Linked DNA regions of Anser cygnoides: region 2 is linked to region 1. A link is a contact called in public Hi-C data. All regions are on one chromosome and are shown on one strand. The core of a region is the stretch at or near the end of the contact, and the rest is flanking DNA. Distances in the headings are between cores, read along the strand shown.

What was found. Hi-C and Micro-C count contacts between places; a contact is called where the count stands out from the background.
Region 2: a Hi-C map of granulosa cells shows a contact between it and region 1, with 3 times the contacts expected there. The contact joins the enhancer-like site here to the promoter of THNSL2 in region 1. A contact is called at or near these places in 2 of 7 Hi-C or Micro-C datasets (granulosa cells and liver).

Annotation. Positions count from the first base shown.
Region 1 is chr4:5,981,692-5,989,204 of Taihu_goose_T2T_genome, forward strand. It overlaps THNSL2 (threonine synthase like 2), which reads right to left and starts at 2,981. Exons shown (of 9, transcript XM_048081105.2): 1 at 2,852-2,981; 2 at 448-675. The coding sequence starts at 670.
Region 2 is chr4:6,092,416-6,099,928 of Taihu_goose_T2T_genome, forward strand. RMND5A (required for meiotic nuclear division 5 homolog A) reads right to left here. Exons shown (of 9, transcript XM_048047244.2): 8 at 6,511-6,665; 9 at 3,405-5,133. The coding sequence ends at 5,070. Among named protein-coding and RNA genes, the nearest start is that of CD8A, 17 kb to the left of the region's middle. Within about 2 kb of position 2,891, at least 2 of the 3 cell types and tissues checked have open chromatin away from gene starts, as enhancers often do.

The DNA of each region.
Region 1 (7,513 bases), core at 1,731-4,230:
CAATCAAAGCAAACTGCGTTAAAACATAAAATAAAGGAAACCCAAGTTTTATTACAGCACCCTGTTGAGACAGAGGTTGTAGCTGCCCTCTGGTGGAAGGGATGGCTTAAAAACGTTATAAAGCATGGAGCAGCAGCAAACCCTGATGGGATATCAGGTCTGGAGCCAGCACAGCAGTTTCCCAGCAGTCAGCAGTGCCACAGCACCAGCTACCGCTGCTGCGATCACCACAGTCCCCAGCACATAGGGAACACCTTGTCCAGAAGGTAACAAGCCCCAGCAAGGCGAGGGAAAAGAGGGAAGAAAACGGATCAGGCGATGGTGCAGCTGGCTCCATCCTCTGGGGGCTGCAAGAGGATGGGGCTAATGCAGGTGGAAGCATCCAAACACCCCAAAATCCTCACACACGTCCCTGCTAATAGCTCCCACCGCCCGGTTGAGGCTCACCGTTGAGGGCGCTCCGCGGGACCAGCTCGGGCGCGATGAAGAGGGAGCACAGCTCCTTCACCAGCTCGGGGTAGGAGAGGCGGCTCCAGCGCTGCAGGGTGGCCCCGTCCAGTGAGGGGATGCTCCGGGGCATGAAGAGGCCGCCGTCAGGAGCGTAGCCGGAGAAGAGGGCTCCCTCGAAGTCGACAGCCCTCGAGCCTCCCCGTGTGCTGACATACTCCATGGGTGCTGTTGGGGGACACCACGGTCACTGCCAGGACCCCAGAGCAGCCGCCCCATTAGGAACGCCCAAGCAGACCTCCCAGACACCTCCAATGTGGACACACACAGCCGGAGGGCAGCGTTGTGGGGTATTTTGTGGGCAGTGGAAGCGCTGAGTGGGGTTTGCACCCAGGGGGCTGCGAGGAGCCCTCTTGTCGGGCTTCCCCTGATCCGGACACGTCCCTGCTGCTGCAGCAGGCACCGTGCCTGCACCTGACGTCCCCTACAGGCTACGTGCAAAGGCTGGAGCTTTAAAATAAAAATAAGCAAATAAGAATCTCTTTAAAAAACAGTAAAGGAGGAAACAGGGAAAACAGGGAGGGGAGTAAGAGGGAGAGAGAAAGCGGAGGAAAGGGGGGAAGGATTATGCATCTAGTGCAGCCTGATTTTGTTCAAAAGGGTTAAAGCAAGGACAGGATTTGCGCGACAAGTACAACAAACTTCCAGGATCCCCTTTTTTCTTTTTCATAAAGGTATCCGCAAGGTCTGGGGCTTTGAGCCTGCAGGGCTTTCTGCCCCAGCACCTTGTGCACAATGCTTTCGTTCCTTCCAAATTTCCCCTCCTTGCCAAAGCAACCAACCCGTCCCCCGACACACACACACACAATTACCCTTCAGAGCTGCCCCACAAGAGCAGACAAAGGGGGAAAAAAAAGCTTCCAGAGGTGGTAAACAACCAGCCTTTAACCCGGATCAGCTCGGCCACGGCTCCGGGGCCGTGAGGGGGCGGAGGCGGGAGCAGGGCCGGGAAATGGCGGCCAGGCGCGGGGCGGGGGGGGGTCCATGGTTGGAGGGGAAAGCTCGGAGTTCAGCAGGGCAGGCCCCGGGTTGGGTTTAAATTTAAGGTTAAATCTGCAGGAAGTAGGATCAGAAAGCTCCGTGAGTGCCTTCCCACCATGCAGTTCACCCTGGGAGGCTGTGACTTGGAGCAGCGCCGTCCCTCCGTGGGGAAACTGAGGCAGGGAAGGGCTGTGCGTCCCTTTTCTTGATTTTTACTTGATTTCCTTGCCTGGTTTTCCTCGGTTAGTGCCTGTATGGGGCTGCATGCACAGCTGCAGCAGGTGCAGGGACTGGAGCCCAGTAAGGCAAGGTGCAGAGGGTGCCTGGTTACCACCGGCTGTGAGTCAGAAAGCTCATGGGACAGAAGGGACACGCTGCCTCCAAAGTGCCAGAAACCGACCCAAAACACATCACTGCTCCAACCAGCCCGGCTACCAGCGAGCGAGGCTACCCAGTGGGACGGAGCAATGCTGGTAGTCTCCAAATTCACCACATCTCAGAGACCAGCCAACAACAGATCCCTGAATTTATTATACAAACTATCACCCAAGCTGCCCCCGTCTCCTCACCGTAAGAGTTTCACGTTACGGGCTCCCAACCCCTTGATCAGGGTCTGTCCCCATCCCAGGCCGGTTCACAGGGGGACTGGAATTGGCAAGGCAGGACCTTGCTCTCCAGGGACAGCTCGGGCTTCAGTCAGTTGTGAAACCTCCCCAGGGCCGTCCCTGGTGCTTCCTGGAGTCACCAAAAGCCCTGGGGTCACCCGAGGACCCTGTTTTGGGGACACGGGCCACTTACCTCAAGCTGGCCCTGACATGCAGGGCAAATCCCGCAGTGCCACAGTGGTCTCAATAGATGTTTTCAGTCCCATAAGTTTTTAATGCCCTGTGTATTTTCAGAAGGTAAGTGATCTATTAATACATGCTCCAGTTAGTTATTAATCCCTTGTTTACCTGCTCTGGAAGGGTATTTTTCTCCATCACGTTTCAGCAGCAGCTCACACACACGCACAAAATAATAAATAAAAAATAAATAGCATTTCTGGGCAGGACAGCAAAATGATAGAAATGAATAAAACACTGAGAGCTGCAGGGTACGTGGTTTGTCTCTTCTGCCCTGATCTCTTCCTTCTGCCATGAGAGCGTGCTGAATTTGGGGTTCATGCAGAGGCAGAGCACAGTTTGAGCAGAACCTTCAGCAGAACAAGGGAAGGATCAAATCCCTAGGAAAACCCACACAAGCTGATAATTTTTGTTACCAACATAATTCAATATTACCAACGCGTATATGATCATCTTCACAAGTGACATGACCCTGCAGGGTCACCTCACCTCTCCCACCACTGGCACCTCCAGGCATTTACCTCATATATATCTAAGACTTCTCACGTGTGAATTAGCTGCATGAGATTATTTCACTGCTTCATCTAAAAGTATTTTTTTTTCAAGTGAAGAGCTTACAATGTAGCACATACAGGACCCCTGAAAAAAAAATATAAAAAATAATAATAATAAAAAAAAAACTGGATACCTGCTGCTCTGTGCTTGTAAATAAATAGTCTCAAGGCTGCTGATGCAGCTTTAACTACGCCCCGTGCCTGTCAGTGGTGATAGCTCTTGCTAACGAGGTCATGGGTTAATGCCGTGGCGGATGTCAGCATTTGCTACTGCTGCAGCTGGGGATGAGCTAAGTACTGCTTATGTGGCGGCCAGAGGTGAGCACAAGGAGCACGTGGGCCGTGCCATTTCTCGGGAGGGCTTTTCCCATGCCCTGCCCTGCAATCTCCGTGCTTTCATTTTTGGAATTATCATTTCCTTGTCAGCTGCGGTAGCAGACCCAAGATCTGGAAGATGTAACAGCCTTTGATTAACCTGGTACTGCCCAGTGCCTCCGTGTTTCTGCTTGGATGTGCACTTCCACTTTGGACCTTGTATGTTCCTGAGGAGTTGATGGGTGCTCAGTTGCTCTTTGGACTTGCCTATCAGAAATCAGCTGTGTTTGCAAACACTAACCAAAGCTACTGTGTCACTTTTCCAGCTTTTTTTAACAGTTTCCATCAGTTTCCATCCGTCCAGGTTGGATTTCCTCAACCTCTCTACCCACGAAAGGCATCCTGAAGCGTAGCAAAGAGTAAGAAAACAGAAAGGCATATGTAGCAGTGAGAAGCTGGGTTTGGGTGCCCTTTCTATACCTCCACCAAAGCATCCCCAGGCCCGGGAGAGCTGCAGACCCCAGGTTCCGCCAGCCACCGATGAATCCTCTATCACTAGATGGCGGCAACGCCTTGCGTCCAGGGAGGAGATGCACAAAGGCAGCCTTGCCCTGGTTGCAGTCACTCTCACACCTCACACAGGGCATTTCGCCTTCACTGCACCCAGGCCACGGTGCTCAGCCGCAGTTTCAGGCAGCAGCAAGAAACACGGCTCCGAAGAGCCCTGTTTTGTAGAGCTGAGGAAGGGGAGGCACAGGAGATGTCCTTTGGCAGGAGGCCGGGTTACGGAGCTGGGTGGCCTGAGCAAATGCAGCAACTCGTCGCAGTTTTCAGTTGGATTTGGTGATCTTAGGGGTCTTTTCTGTCCTAAATGATTCTGTGGTGGGAAAGGTGTTCTTCATCTTCACGCCATCTTCTCCCTGAGTGTCCTGGGGGTTTATCCCTTTTCGTAAATATGATTCTATGTTCACCCTTCTTCCAGCACAGTCTCTCTTCTCTGGGGGTCCCTGCAGCCTACAGCCTGGCAGAAACTCAGAAAGGGGCACGTCAAAAGACCCCAACTCACAACCAGGACTAGAAGGTGCCACGTTTAATCATAAAGCACAAAGATGGCCTCAACGCCACAAAAATGCCTTTCTCTCCTAGTCCTGTCTCTGCCCGTGAGCTGGCTGATGTCTGCAAACTGCATACGCAAAAAAAGCTTTCATATCTATAAACAGCCCAAGCAATTCTGGGCAGGTCCAGCAAATGGCTGATAAGGATGTTTGAGGTTTTGCAATGCCATTTCCTACCGGAGTACATCCCTGTAGGGAAAAAATGTGTAAGCCTGTCACTGGAGGTAGGTGAAGAAGCCATGCATCCCCTCCCCTCTCAGGCACAGAAGTTTGAGTTTTTACAGAGGAAACAGGGAGTTTTGGGGTAGAACCTGTAAGGTTTGGGCCAGAAATCAAAACATTTAATTTTTGCCTTTCTCAGAGGTGGCGGGCCCGAACCTCACATATTGGTGAGGTTTGGGATCCGTAGCAGGAAGGGGGCTAGGAGGGTTGCAGAGAGCATCTGCAGCTGCACGGGCAAGCATGCACCCCGACTCATATCTTCAAGCTTCACCTCAAGGAGGTACAAGGCAGAAATGTACAACTGCAAGTGAATCAAAGTGCTAGGAGCTGCACTTCTATTCCGGTAAACTTGGCTTTTCTCCCCTCTTTCTAAATCCGACATGAATTGTAGGCATCTCAGCTGACATGAGGTAGGACTTCCATGTGGGCCACCTGTCCCTGCGCACAACTGTGTACACACACACGCAGTTTTCCACCCCGACCCGTGGTGATTTCGCAGTGCCAAGAGCAGCCAGCATGTCAGCCCTTTCGCCAGGGCTAGGTGTGACTCTTTCCTGCTGTGAGGTGTCTCACAACGGGCTCAAGGACATCTGTGTTGTGGTTTGGGTCTTAGAGACCAAAGTGCAGGACCCACTCGTAAGGACAGAGCAGAAAGGGAGTGTGAGGATGGGATTGTGCAATGCTCACTCCCTCGGTGAGACACCAAACACACCCTTGCCTTTCTCCAGGAGGTTGTGCAATCCGGTCCTGCTCTGCCAAGATCGCATTAATAGGGCCAAATTTTATCTCCAAATCTGCAGTCACACGGGATGTGGGTTCTGTCACTGCCAGCCAGGCAGGAAGATGAACAAGGAGGAGGAGGAGGAAGATGCTGCAGTAGCCACACAGTTACAGCACGTTTTCTTTATCAGCTTTCCTTTGGGAAAGTCACTCAGTCTCTGGGCACTTCATCGTGTATAAAGCAGAGATACCTGTGCTTACAGAGGTGCTTTGAGCATCGTAAATGTGGCAGAAGCACCAAGCAGGACGTGCACGGTGGCAATTCTGGACTTTGTCCACAGCTCTGGGCTCGCTGGCACCGTGGTCATTTCCCATGGAGTGCCTCCCTGGCCGTGAACCTGCTGCACGTTTGGATGCTCTCAGGCCGCACTCAGCCTCTCGCTCTGCCCTCCTCACAGCAGTGTGGTGCCTCGGCACTCGTGCCCGTATGGGCCTGAGAAGCTCTCCTTGACTAATTGCTGCCATCCACTGTGAGCACTCATTAAGTGAGCCACCGTGTTTAATAAATCAGGATCAAGGCCAGCTGGAGGGGTGAGCACTGTCTCAGAGTGACAACCGGGTGTCCCTCCGGGATGGATTTCACCTGACGGCCTGGAGGCACTCTGTTACCGCCACTCTTCTCATCCCAACGTGCAAGTCTCCACTTGGTCAGACAAAGGTTCGCTTATCCCCGCTGTGTCTCAGGGGCTCTTCATGCCCCCAGACCAGATGGAGATACCTGCACTGCAGATGTGTGATGGGACGAGATGAAATGCATTTGCATGGGTTGAATATTCACTGCCCTGAGGGGCTCTTCCAGACCATCCTCACTCAAACACATAATGGTGAATGGCTCCATTTCTCTCCCAACATTTTCTTTCCCTGCCCTAGCACAAACTATCTCCATGAGCAATGACGCCATTTTCAGACCCTGTTCCTCGACTCTCTAAACTGGGTGGTGGGATGAAGGACAGCCTTGTCCCACCATGGGTACCAACAGCCACAGCCAGCTCTTCTGGGCGCTCCGCTACCCGGGGGATCATTGGCAAGCCGAGGTGAGGCAGTGATAGGTTTCATGTTATCATGGAGATCTCCGCCTTGTCCCTGGAGAAGCAATACAGGGACTTTGCTCCCTTTGGGACCTTTGTCCTAAAGGGACACGGCTGATGACAGGGGCTGCCCTTCACTGAATTTCGGCATTAATAGAAAGTGTTATCAAGCTGCAGCGCTCTGTACAAGCTGCCGCTTTCGGCAGTCTTATCGAGGCTCTGATACTGGCATATCTAATCTAAAGCAATTCGAACTGGCGCTTGCGTGTCTACGGTTTGGAAGGTACAGCTTGGAGCCAGACAGGCTGATGTTGATTCCAGGAGACCATCAAGACCATTAAAAAGGAAAAAAAAAAAAAAAAGCTGTAAAGCTGGGAAAGGTGCCATATTTCATCTAAGTGCCGTCTTGGTAATGCAGCCCAATGAAAATCTGGCAAATACCAAGAAGGACAGGGAGTTTATTGCAGCAGAAGCATCTTTTCCCATCCTGTCCAGCCTTTTGAAGCAATGCAGCCATGTGGCCTGCTTAAAGAAACCTTTGTTCCTCAAGGTTAGAGGTAACCAAACCAAAGATGTGAAAAGTGGGCAGCAGGCCAAGTTGCCAGGTACAAGCACAGCAGAAATAGAGATGGCCCAAGGAATAATATGGCTTAAGACAGAAGGAAACCCACATGGGGATCGGTGATTGTGACAAGCTTGTGACCAAACTCTTCAAAAAATGGTTTTGGGGGTTCTCTCCTGGGTTTGCGTTAAAGGAATCCATGACTGAATCAGCAACAGCTGGCTTGCAACCCTTCCTATGTTGGCTAAGAAAATCCAAGTGTAGTGCCCAGCCCCAGCTTCCCAAAGCACTGAGGAGAAAGAAAAGGCTTCAGAAAGTCTGGGCAGTCACCCGTGGGGTAGATAAGAAGAGGTGCAAGAATGCTGTCCAAGACTCCTGCAAGGCTGCCAGGTGCCCCATCCTGGGCTGGAGCAAAGTGCCTGTGTTCACACAGCGCTCTGACTGTGAAGTCCTTTTTGGAGTTCAAAGCCTAAATTAGAGCTATGGCTCAAACCAGAGGAGGAAGAGAAGGCTTTTTCCTCACCACATTGTCCAAGTCACCGAGAAGCAGTGCATGTAAGAGGGTGGTTTCCCATTGCCCTGGCAGACAACAAGTCGAAGTGTTTAA
Region 2 (7,513 bases), core at 1,641-4,140, 110 kb after region 1:
GCATAGAAAAGCACGATAAGGTAAAAGAAACAGTGACCGATAGTGTCCAGGAAGAACTGTAAAGAGACAGTGAAATACGAGCCTCCTGTAACCGGGTTTCTTCTTTCCAATTCATCTGACATAAAACCCGTTTGATGCGCAGGGTCAGCATGACCTATGCATCACTGGATTGACATCCCGGGCTCTGTTAAATAAATGCAATATTGTTTTTGTTCTAGGAAAGTGTTTACATTTTTGCTTGTGCTCCACGTTCTTGGAAATCTCTCTAAATAATTCAGAAACCCTGGAAAACACTGGAATTTAGGAAAAAATTTGAATAATTGTGTATGTTTTTCCTCCCTCTGCAGCAAACGTCTCATGATGATGCTAAAGAAAAACGGAGAAGCTATTTGCAGCTTCCCCCACCTCCCTGATACTTTAACCAAAGAAAACCCGCTAACTTGACACTATAAGGAAGAAACCAACAGCAGCATCACCAAGAAATATGAAAATAAACACGAGGGAGAGAAAACGGAGGAGAAAAGTGGGTGTCTGTTTCAAAGTCTGAGTTCACCTAAGCTTTGCTCACTCCAGTCCAGGTCAAAGCACCCCGCAGCTTCAGTGCCGAGTCTGCGTTCGAGTTTGCACTGGAACTGTGCCGTTTAGCTACATTCAAAAATAACACTCAAGATTGTAAAAAAATTCTTAGTTGTAAAGTAGAATACACACTGGGCCAGCCTACCGGGGCTTCTGTATTTGGAGGATACAGATAGAGCCGTCCCTCCCCATACCCTACCTTGATATTCTGCTATCCCAAAAGCATGCAACGAAGGAAGAAAAGTTAATGCACATTAACAAAGGTATGGAAGAAGCAGGGCGTTGCCCTTTAACTTAACCTAAAAGTTGAAAATCGTGGAGGAGCGAGCAAAAGTTTAACTTTGAAAGGCTGCTGGCAAGGAATGACAGGCTGCGATAGGTTAAGAAAGCGATCTGAATTCCTCCTTTCCTTACCCTGTTACTTTTTTTACTGTAGATATTTTAGCCTTCGTGACTTCCCCTCTTCCTTTACTGATTGTGCACTTGTCCTTGAAGGTGCACCCACCACACAGATTTCGTGCTCCAACTTGATTTTAGTTTCCTGCCCTTTTCCTGCTTCTACCTTTGTGTTCTGACTGCTTTTTAATGAGGATTCCGATGGTTCTTCTGTTAAAAACTGCTACAATTAAGTTTGATATGAAAACATCAGTTCCTGCATATGAGCCCAGCAAGATTCAATAGTTAACAGCAGGCTAAGTGAGTGCAGTTTCTGTATTTTTCTATAGGGCTGCTAATTTAATGCAAACATGCAGTCATACCGAGTGTCACCTCACACATTTTTTTTTAAGCTTTTCTCTTGCACATATATATTAAGGCTTGAATTAAATTTAGAGTATTAATTAACACTGTGTTACAGTTCTCCTTATTATAGATCATCTCTGCCCCTCTCTCCTCTTTCTTCTATTCTCAAAGCATTTTTCCCTATGCTGCATTCTCCTAATACAAAAGGGAGATTACAAGAGTGGGAACGGGTTATAGGACACAACATTTTCAGAGAGACAAATCAACCTCTGTGGTGGCAAGCGCAGAAAAGAAAACAGTATTTGTGCAGTAGGCAAACAAACCTTGCAAGGAAAATCTAACCCAAACTTACTCTGTTACATCTGGTGAGTTGGCTCCAAGTAGTCATAACTAACTTCAACCTTAAACGTTAGCAGCACCCTGTAAAATGCTACAAAGAAAGGATGAAAGCTACAGGAAGGAGACAGATCTAAGTTAACAGGGATCTGAAGCTCTCAGTCATTAGTTCTAACGCAGAGCTTTTGCCGCAGCTTCCATACAAGTTAATTAACCTGACTTACAGACAGAAGGCTGAGATCAATACAGTATTTCAGAAGCAAAACACACTGATTCTTGGCAGGCACGACCAGTTGTTCAGCCATGTCCACTTGCAATTTATAGCGCCGAAGTCCCTGCAGGAATAAGACTTTCCTTATTGAAAAATACTTCACAGTGCAGACCATCGACAGCTCTGAATGGGAGGTAAGGACACGAGCTTTGTCACAGTGACACGGTCACGTTACTCTGAAAGCGTTCAATAGGTTTTAACAACCACTTAAGGTCAAACAGGCTCTATACTATTTTCATCCCCTAGTACCTGTTTTTAAGGTTTGATTGTGTTTCCTGACACAAATCAGACTTCAAGCCCCACTAGAAATAGGAAATCTGCAGTGCTATGTCAAGACAGGTACAAAGGCTGGAACAGAGTCTATCAAAAGACATAAAACCAACGCTACGGAAGTTGTTTATAAACACCCACGACAGAGCACCCAGAAGCTAAGCCTGTCAGAGAATTGTGGTCAGAGAAACCTTGACTTAAAGCCCATCTGCATCACCGGTGCACTTGGTACCACAGAGCTGTGCTGCGACACAGTCTGCAAAGAAGGGTGGAAAGCAGCATTGCAAGCCCAGCGCAGCAGCTGCACGGTGATCTGGACACAGACCTCGCTGTGTCAGGTGAGTATTGTCCCTCTAGCCATGTGCAGCACGAGCCTTTTACTGAGACCGCTGCAAAGGGATTAAGTTAACAGTTTGAGAATATGGTATGAGAGCGTGATAGGGACAGAGCCCAGATACCACCGCAGTGCTTCAAACTTTAAAGGTATTTAAAATCAAATACTCTACCATGGATGTTTCCAAGCTGCAGTAGTTAAGTGTACACACATCAGCTAACCGTATTTTAAGTCTGAAAACCTCCTGTCATTATTCCCTTTCCCCTGTGCAAGCACTTTCTCTGGTTACCAGAAGCAAATCACAGCAGACTTGCGTCACTGCAGAGGGCAGACTGGATGGCTGTAACAGCCAAAACGTAGGCAGCGTTTCACAAAAGCCCGGCACAGCATCCCCTTACTACACGCACATAAGCGTTCTATATTAAACTGCTAGCATCATCTGTTGGTGGAGTTTCAAAACTGCAGGCAATTATTAAGTAACCACAGAGACAGCAAGAAGAATTGCAGCGATCTTGTGATAACAGCCAGCTTTGTGAATTAGCTACTTATCTATAGTGAGCTATTTAAAAGGGGAAACAGGATCACTCTGTATTAAAAATGTTTCTAATATGTACGTTGAATTTTTAACATCGTGCCCTTTTATGTCTGCCATTCTTGTACACTAAGAATCGCACTAGAGGCATTACCAACACGAACCTAAGCTCACACCAATGCCAAAAAACTACCAGTGTGACAGAACGGAAAGGGAGATGCAGCACTTACACTCGTTTTTCTTTTGTTTAGGTAGTCCACATGTCATTTCATTTAAATCCAACGCATTAAGCAATTCCACTCCAAAGAAAAGACTAGAAGCAATTTCAGCAAGACTAGGAAACCTACATGGAAAATAATATCCTCACCCTTTTATTGTTGATTTACCATTTGGTAACCCAGTTGTTTTGAACTCAGTGTGAATACAATTTACGGTTTGCAGAAAGTCACACGCCTGCATTTTTCCACACGTATCAAACACATTTAAAGTTTAAAATGTGTGTGCCTCAACTCGCTCCTCTTAATGTCTCGTTAGGGCAGTCCATTGCCACCGATCCGATAGAGTCCAACTCAGTCTCTCAAGGCAGGCGACAAACAAATGCAAAAGGTGTAGGTTTCCCAAAGACGGTCTTCTCTGTAGTGCATTGTGCTAGTGCATTCAACCAGTGTGTCAGTATTCAACCATGTAAGCTTGGGTTGGTTTTGTTTGTTTGTTTTTACTACACATACAGAAATATAACTTTACATGTAGCTTCGCATGCCTTATGGCTGCTTGCCCTACTATAGGACAGTGCAATAAATACAAATATATGCACACTAGAAAAGATTTTAACTGCCATGATCTACATCTTGTTTATGAGTACAAATTTACCTAGTCACCAATATGACAAATTTAGCAGAAAAAGTAGCAATGGCAGTAATAATCTACTACAAAAACAAGGCTAGAAGCAAAGTGTTTAAGCTACAGAAAAATTGCTATCTCCTAATATATGATGTAGGGCGCAATTCTGCCGAGTGCAGAGTCATGATCAGTAGATTGCATCAGAACATGCTTTTCCCCCATTTAACAATGAATACTTGTACAATTTATTTGGTTTTGATAACTGTTTATAAATAGCACACTATAATGACTATTAAACTATACAGCAACATGACATTTATAGCCTAATCCTGAATACAAAGTTCAAAGAACATGACTACAAAGGCCAGAGAGCAAATGTCATCAACTAAAAGCATTTCCACTTCAGAATTTCGTTTTATTGAATATTCTCTTACACAAACATTTCTTGATCATGAAACCAAAGGAACAGGATTTCCTATTCCCTCTCTGTTCCAGTAGTAACTTATCCACACACCACCCTTATAAATTAGTGATGGATTTTAACGGGTAGCCCCTCAGGGCTATATATTTAATATATTTTATATATATGCACATTTACTTTGAATTCTATGTAAAAGTTGAAAAAATGCTTGAAAGAAAAACTCAGAATATATCACAGCTTTTTCAGCGAAAAAAATACAAATTAGTTTTATAACCACTATTCAATTTATCAAACTTTTTTTTTCTGAAGTATTTACCTTTAATTATATACACATTACAGGAAATAAAACTTTTTCCACAAACATTCTCTAAGGTGACAGTTATCGATAGAATGATAGCAGGAAGAATATTAAACAAATGGGGGAGGTGATCAATTTCTGCCTTTAAAAAGTAAAAAGTCACCATATAATTAAGTACAAAAACCTGCATCGAATGACAACTGCTGGTGTAGTAACTTGATCAGGTATGGAGACCAAGAGTATAGGTAAAGCCCTATGGTAATAATATTTCTGTAGCATTTCCACTTGGTATGTATATACTAAATGTTGGCAAAGTTTCTGTAGCATTAGCTTATACAAACATAGGAGTCCTCAGTCTGCTGCATAAAATGGAACAGGTGTGTTTTAATTCTCCTGAAATGCACCTGAAATTCAGAGCGTCACTTACAAACTGCATAAGGAAACTTTTCTTCAGAAAAATATCTGTTTGGCGTCTCCGGGACTCTGTTCCATCGGACAATAGGGGCATTTTAATCTGGGGACAAAGAGAACGTGTTAGAATCACGGTCCTGCAGAAAGCAGCCCAGTAGCCGTGCACTTTCTGGAGACTTCGCACTGCTGAAACAACTCAGAACTAAACATTTTCCTCCATCACAATGGTATCGAGTTTGCGGAGACAGTCCTTCCTCTTCTCTCCCCGCAGCATGAAGTGAACGTACTCTAAGGCTCCGCTAGAAGTTACCATATCACACTTTTTCTTCTAATTATGGATTTTCCTCACCTTTTACCCACTCACCTCTGAATCATTAAATACCAAGAAATTACGCTTCGTGGTTAATCTTATTTAAACTCTGAGGTTAGTTTGTTGTATTTTAGTCGTTCTAAACAGGCCGGTAGCTTTCAGTTTGACTTGATTAACATCCAGTCAGTTTTACTTCTGGTTCCCAAAATGCTGTGATTTTACAACCCGCTTAGATTTAGATTACTCCTGCAGGCTGTGGCTAAATAGGTCAGCCTGGCCTTCCTGCTGAGGTCTCCACTGATACAATTCCATCTGCTCTCTACATTGTTTTCTAGGATTGATGTATTTTTCTCCATCTCTAAGTCTGGGCTTTTCATCCCAGAGAGTTAATTTTATCAGAGCTGTCCTGTCACTGAAGCTGATGAATGAAAGCATCAGGAATAAATGATCGGGGACCAGAGTAATGTAGCAGAGATTTTACTGGCTTAAAATGGCTGAAGTCACCTATGAAAGCATACCTTTATGCTTCTATTTTTTTCCACTCAATGTTTTTAGTCATAGCGTCATTTATTTTCACAATGGATTTCACAAAAACAACTTACAACTCTAAATTAAGCTGTCAGCCTTCACGGAAGCTGCATTCGTTCAATCCAAATTACCACTGGTTCTTCCTGAAGGAAATCCATCTAATTCTCCCTCTCAGATCTCCTCCCTTCCAAAAGCCCATAGGCATCCCACTGATATCTAAGAAGGAGTGATAGTTAACTCTCCACTCAATTACTAAGCTGTATTTCCCCCCAGAGGTTTACTTTCCCCACTCCCTTCATTTTTTAAAGTGATGTTTCAACCATCACCAACCTTGCTCCCAGTGAAAAAGTGTGTGCGCAAAAGTCTCTATTTGAATGTGGGACAACACAATGGTGTTTGCAGCTTGGAAAATTACTGTTTGCTACTTTCCTTCACGTCATCTCACTTTCTACAACATCAGAGGGTTTATTATGCTATTCTCCAGCATATTAACCCAGCTATCTGGCTTCATAGTCATAGTCCAAGATTTACAAGCTTCCCACAATTACGTAATTGTGGACTCAGCTTTCCCCAAATGCCATGCTCTAATCTTAAGGTTTGTCCTTGTCTATACTTTGCTTGGAATATAAAAATGGTACTTACTTGCTGCCATTAAACATTTTATTCAAAGCATCTCTTGATATAATATGACCACAGACTAATTTCATAGGTGGGTTGTTATCTGTTGTTTGCTGACGGAGAATGGGACAGGCAAATATTGAATGATACCAGCACTTTTTACCAAGGTCCACTTCAATCTGTGAAAGAAATGAAGACAACAATTTATCTTGGGAAACTACATTTCCAGGCAATTATCCCTTTAGGTCATGGCCCTTCCTTAACAGATTTCATAATTGAGCTGTGAAGGCAGCAAAATCCATTGTGTTGATGCCTGACAATTTCCCAGCCAAAAAATATTTAATTGTGATCTAAAAATGGTAATTTATGTTGCTTCTCCCCACCCCCAAGAAAGCAAAGTATTCTGCCAAGAGACAAGTGCATTTTTTAGTGCAGATCTGCACTCTGGCAGGAAAATTGAGCTGATGACCCAAGACATTCTGTACTTTATAGCCAGTGATTTCCAAAGTGGTTCAGATGACACATCTCATTTAAGGGGGAAGGCAAGAAAAGAGAAACAGCACACCCCAACACGCCGTTGGACTGATGATGATAATGTTCTGCAGCTTCCTCAAAGACTCCCCCAGCACCTACCAGTCCCATCAATATTAAAGTGTACCAGAAATTTATTTTCAGTACCAACACAGAAAACACTGGTCCTGATGTCAGGGGTTTTTCTGTACCAAATGATTTCAGAAAATGACATCTCAAATAGAAAAGAACGTGTACATGATTTCAGGAAAGGATCGACAACTGCAAAAATCTCAGCTTCTGTAGCTGAAGCTCCAGGCTCTGACCAATATTCTGTTCAGACAGACTTACTCTCCGACAAGATTTGACAATATAACCTCTTCATGCTACTTAATCTCTACCTTTCCATGATGAAAATAAGATTTCCAATCCGCATGCTACCTTAGCAGTACACACTGGAGACCATTAAGTTTAGAACATGCAAGGAGGCATATTAAAACCTATTAACCGATCTGCA